Regions from separate parts of the Mus musculus genome. Here region 2 is linked to region 1. A link is a contact called in public HiChIP or PLAC-seq data. All regions are on one chromosome and are shown on one strand. Each heading gives the region's core, a stretch centred on a gene start, on an enhancer-like site or on the middle of the called end of the contact. The rest is flanking DNA. Distances are from core to core; before and after follow the strand shown.

What was found. HiChIP or PLAC-seq counts read pairs in DNA pulled down with a chosen protein or histone mark.
Region 2: a contact with region 1 is called in an H3K4me3 HiChIP or PLAC-seq map of craniofacial prominence, with 5 times the contacts expected there. The contact joins the enhancer-like site here to the promoter of Mab21l2 in region 1. A contact is called at or near these places in 8 of 39 promoter capture datasets (cranial neural crest, embryonic stem cells, frontonasal cranial neural crest and 4 more), 3 of 484 Hi-C or Micro-C datasets (the N1E-115 cell line, cranial neural crest and palatal mesenchyme), 11 of 115 datasets of contacts at active chromatin or transcription factors (craniofacial prominence, embryonic basal ganglia, embryonic forebrain and 4 more) and 4 of 9 other capture datasets (adipose tissue, embryonic stem cells, liver and 1 more).

The regions. Positions count from the first base shown.
Region 1 is chr3:86,546,987-86,549,568 of GRCm38.p6, forward strand. It overlaps Mab21l2 (mab-21-like 2), which reads right to left and starts at 1,297. Exons shown (of 1, transcript NM_011839.4): 1 at 1-1,297. The coding sequence starts at 705. All of the region lies in intron 40 of Lrba (LPS-responsive beige-like anchor), which reads left to right. It overlaps Gm31677 (a long non-coding RNA gene), which reads right to left. Exons shown (of 5, transcript XR_375777.3): 3 at 1,965-2,028.
Region 2 is chr3:86,699,465-86,702,046 of GRCm38.p6, forward strand. All of the region lies in intron 47 of Lrba (LPS-responsive beige-like anchor), which reads left to right. Among named protein-coding and RNA genes, the nearest start is that of Gm52625, 50 kb to the right of the region's middle. Within about 2 kb of position 1,312, at least 38 of the 459 cell types and tissues checked have an H3K27ac peak or open chromatin away from gene starts, as enhancers often do. A contact at or near this core is called in the N1E-115 cell line, craniofacial prominence, embryonic basal ganglia and 2 more, where this site is marked.

The DNA of each region.
Region 1 (2,582 bases), core at 47-2,546:
ACCGAACTGCAGCACCCAGGCGTCGCTTTCTGCGGAGCTCTGCTTGCCAGTCAGCGAGTAGCACTCCTTGGAGAGCAAGTTGAACCCTTCGGCCTTGACCTCCGCCACCCGATTGGGGCCGGGCCAGGGGATGTGGGGCATAGGCCACTGTGCCGCGCTGCGAGGCCAGATCCCGGTGCACTTGAACGCTGGGGTGATTTGCACCACGTAGCGCTCCCTGATGCGCAACTTGACCTCACTAGTGTCGGCGATCATCTTGACCACGTCCCGGTAGCTGCACTTGTCCACCGCCTGGGCTACTAGTGTCTGGAAACGCGAGCGGATCTTGCGCGCAGAAAGGTAGCCAGACGCTGTGATGAACTCGACCCAAAGAGACATGCTCCGCTTCCGCCCATCGCTTAGTTTGAGCACGGCACAGCCGGGCAGAGATCCGTCGTCCACGAAGTTGAAGACTCCCATCTGGTTGAGGTAGAGTACCACCTCGAACTCGGTGGGCGAGATTACCTCCAGCCCCTCGTAGCGGGCGTCAATCTCACTCAGAGAGCTGATGAAGCGGGGCTCTTGCACCTCCACTTCCTTTAGCACATCCGACACTACCTTGCAGACTTCTCGGATGGTCTTGGCGATCGCAGCCTTGCGCGCCTGGCAGCGCTCGGTGTAGTATTTATTGAGCTGGTAAACCAGCTTGGCCTGAGCGGCGATCATGTTGGGGCACAGGTCCGGGCTGTACACCGGCGTCTCGCAATACGTTGAGGGATCCAAGGCTCACGCACTGGTGGTGGCCCTGCGGCTGTGGAAAGGCGGTGCGTTCCCCCTGAAGCCCCAATTTCACTCTTGCTTTCCACCTGGGCTGACCGGCTGATGATATAGCCGGCTGGCCTTTTCTTTTCCCTCTTTGGAATTTTCTTTTCTTTCTTCCGCAGAAAATTAGAAATAATATTATTTAGGGGGGAAAGTACCTGCAAAAATAAAGACGAGCCTCTCCTTGTGCGGGAGAGATGGATGAAATCGTGAGAGAGAAAAAACTAGGTTACCAAGAGGCTAGGCTTAGATGTCCGCAGCAGCCACGATTGCCCAGATATCTGGAAATGAAGTCTTATAAGTGCCAAAGTAAATTTAAAAATAAGACAAAAACATTCAGTGGTTCATTCTGAAACTTCTCCCTCGATGGTTGGACGCCTTCGCTCAGCGTAGGTGATGCCTTCCTTACCCTCCCCCAAAAGGAAAGTGAAGGATGTAATTAATGCCCGGAGAGCAGCGAAGTACAGCTCAGGCCGCAGCGCACTCTGAGGTTTGCAGACGCCCCGCGCGGTCTCAGCGTGCTAGTCTCCTCTCTTCTCAGGGGGTTGTGTCGTAGCAGTTTTCCTGGCTTCCTACTGGAGGCGTTGTTTGGATTGGGTTGGTTTGTTTGTGGTGGGTTCTTCCTGCCTTTCTCTAGGTGCAAACTGCTGCAAGTTGTTTGATATTCTTTTCTGCCTCGTTATTTATACTTTTGGCCCTAGCAAAATCTATTTTAGTGTGACTAAATCGTTGCTTACGTTGTATCTGGTGTGCAGGTCTAAGGAGTCCGGGTTTTTCCTCTCCTCTGGGTTGCGTTTGCAGTCTCTACCTCATCCCCCTGTCCTCTGATACCTGCCCCCCACACTTCTCTCTCTCTCTCTCTCTCTCTCTCTCTCTCTCTCTCTCTCTCTCTCTCTCTCTCTCTCTCTCTCTCTCCTTAGTTTATGAATGGTTCTGGGCCACCGTGAAGGGGTGGAGCTTCAGTTCCTACAATCCCTATGCAAGCTGTCAGTGCTTTAGCCAATCCGAGAGAAAGAGAGAGAGAGGACAAGCTTGGGACCTCAGCAGCCACCACACTGCACTTGATAAAGGGGGCGTGGGGGGTGAGAAAATGGGACTAGACAGAAGCCAAATGCTCTCACTCGTTTCATAGTCCCATTTTCTTTTTTATCCTCTTTTCTTACCGTTGCAGTGAGGAGGAGAGTCTTCATAGAAGGGATTCTTCTCTGGGTATGGCTGGATCAATTCCTGCAAAGTAGTAGTGCTTTCAGTGAGCTTCACTTTTGGTTTTAAGTCTCTGAACATTCTGCAGAAGGTGCAGACTCTAACAAACTGTCTTTGGCTTGAAGGCAAATGAGAGCAGGAAGGGGAGCTTAAGAAAGGACTTAAATTTTGTAGTCCCCCCCCCCTTCTCTTTCCCTCCCATCCCATTGTTGCCAAGAGCTGGAGAATTGCTGTGTATGTGTAAAGGAGGGGATAGGATGACAGTCTATAACCATAAATCTCTTGTTAGTAATTTCCATATGCTGTTAAAAATACAGAACAGGACAAAAACTACTCCAGATATGTTTTTGATCCTTATTTCATAATTTAGATTTAGCTATCTTTGTGTCATTATTTTACTCTTATAGGAATTTACCAATAACTAGAGAGAAAATATGTGAGTTTTGAGAAACTGTAAGTTTATATATTAGCATACATTACTTGGTTATACTTGCTGATTGAAATAAGCTACCAAAATAGTTTAGACTTAAATTAAAATGAAGGAAAAAAATGAGCCTGAATTCAGGTTTTCTTAATTT
Region 2 (2,582 bases), core at 62-2,561, 150 kb after region 1:
AAGTGTCTCCCTAGATTGTTATATGATTAAAAGAGAATTTTGAGTATTACTTTATACTGATAGAGTTCAAATACTGCAGCAATGGCTCTAAGGGGTCTTATTGAGACATAACTTTTTGCCCAGACTGTAAGCTACCCCTCTGTCCATACTCTCCACAATGATGCTGTGGTACCATGTAATAGATACAAAACAGCCTCTACTTTTAAACAAATAAGAGTTTAATGGACAGATTAGTTGTATTATATAGTTTTTTTTAACTTTTAAAGAGGTAACTGAGCTTTGCAATCTGCATGTTTAAATACCATTGCTGACGAGGACCCTGTCTGAAGCTCTGGCTATAAGCAATGGGCTTCTCTGAAGGTAAGCCATGAATTTAGGGTCCACAGCAGTAAGAACACTGAAACCCAGAACTTGACCTCTTAGGAGGATAAGGGTTAACTTCCCTAGTTCTCTGTAGCTGGGTTTGAAGGGCTCTAGGTTCCATGAGTTAATGAACTCTTACGTAGTACATGGTGGCCTTTTAAGCCAATGTACTACTTAATAGTCAGTGGATTTTTATTATTAGTGTTTCTCAAATTACAGAAAATAGCTAATGAGTTTCTATTGATCATCTTAAATATACTCACGTTGCTTTTGTTAAGTATAAAGGTCACCATCAACATTGATAAAGGGTATCTCCTTCACAGAAAGAACGAATTAGCTAAAACACCAGGATAGACAGATACCCTTGCCTGCTTTTTATTGGAATGCCTTGCTAAAAGTGACTTAGGTATAAGCAAATTACTTCATTTTGATTCTAGATGCTGAGCCCCTAATAGCTTTTAAATTTATACAGTTTTTGTTTAGCTGTCAAAACATTTAATTATATCATGCCCAAAGGTGTAAAGCTGTCAAATAAATCCGAGTGTAGGCATAAACATTTACTAGGTTATTGTGCTACTACACCCTGGTTACTGGAAGGCTGGTGAACCTGTTTGGGGGAGGGGTATGTGGAAGGACATTAACTCAGCAGGTACAGAACAACACTGGCCTGATGAATTGATGCTTCCTTGTAAAACAGCAGGTAGTAATGCCCCCAAGTCTTTGTAATCTCTCTCTCTCTCTCTCTCTCTCTCTCTCTCTCTCTCTCTCTCTCTCTGCCTACCTCTCTCCCTCTCTCTCTCTCTCTCTCTCTATCTCTATCTCTATCTCTATCTCTATCTCTATCTCTATCTCTATCTCTATCTCTATCTCTATCTCTATCTCTATCTCTCCTCCCCAAAAAATAAAGCCACCGAGCAAGTGTACCTGTCTCTTTGCACATAGTATCCTTGCATTGGCCTTGTCTTTGTTCGTATTAAATGTGAACAATCCCTCTGTCCTACTTCACTTTCTCCTTACAGTCCTTGCTGTGCGAAGAATGACTCCAGTAGCAGTTGGAAAATATTCTAATCAGTCAGCAACTAATTACTATCAGTTTTGAGTTTTCTATGTATAACATTTTTAAAGGGAAAAAATTATTGTTTTCTTTTTCCTCAGTAACTAACTGTCCCATACATTTTCATAAAGTTAGTTTTACAAGCGAGAGCATTAGCACAAATAAGAATGTAGACTTCTCAAATGCAAAATTCACCGAGAGGTGAGGGAGTAAAGTAAATTAGTTCTACTTTGAAGCTTTTATTTTCCTCCCCTTTCAAAATGAATGGGAAGGCCCTTGAGAGGCCCTTGAATGGAAGCTGCTTTTCATTAGTGCTACCAAATACCTACTTGAAAGAGTGGAGTTCTGACTGAACACCCACACAAGAGAAAGGGAAAGCTTCCTTTTCTCCTGCAGGACCATCAGCTAAATAGCTCTTGGCTTCTCTTTTCCAATCAGGTGGTTTCCCATCAGAGTTAATTACTCCAGTCATTTATTCTAATCACCCTCCTCTTATGGCTAGCTGCATTCTGTCATGGGGTGGCATCTTTTGAAGCCAGTTAAGTTTGAAAACCACTGCAGGGTACTTGAGGCTCATTAGTGAGGCCTATCCATGCCTGGCTTTGGATTTGCCCCCTGATTAACTCTGCATCTCCCAGCCTCGCTCCCCCTCCCACCCTCCCCTACCCCCACTCCTCAGTCCCGCTCCAACAGGAATGTTTCAATTAACTCTTACCATGCTGTCTGTCTTTTCACCTAAATGTTTAGGAGAAATGTAAATGTGGTCGTTGCTACTCAGATCCCTGCTGGATCCTGACATTTTAGCAGCATCCTTTGAGTGGGATCCCACTGCCTTGTAGAGATCCTACTAAGAAGAGTTATATTTTTTAACAACAAAGGAGGAAAATGGGGTTTATGGATTAAACACATTTGAGTTCTTGATCCAGTTCTAACTCTATAGCGGTTCCAACTCTGATTTTAAGCACTCTGGGTGTTTTCCCAAGTGACCTGGAGTTGTGGGAAATTTGTAAGACTCTAAGCAGTTACTTATTTTTATCAGGTCTAGTAGTTTAATTTAAAAGCAATTATCAGATCTCATTTAAGAGATACTAGAGTCAGAAAACAAAATGTTTATGTCATTTCTAAAAATGAAGGACAAATGTAACTATTGCATAGTTTGTTTGGC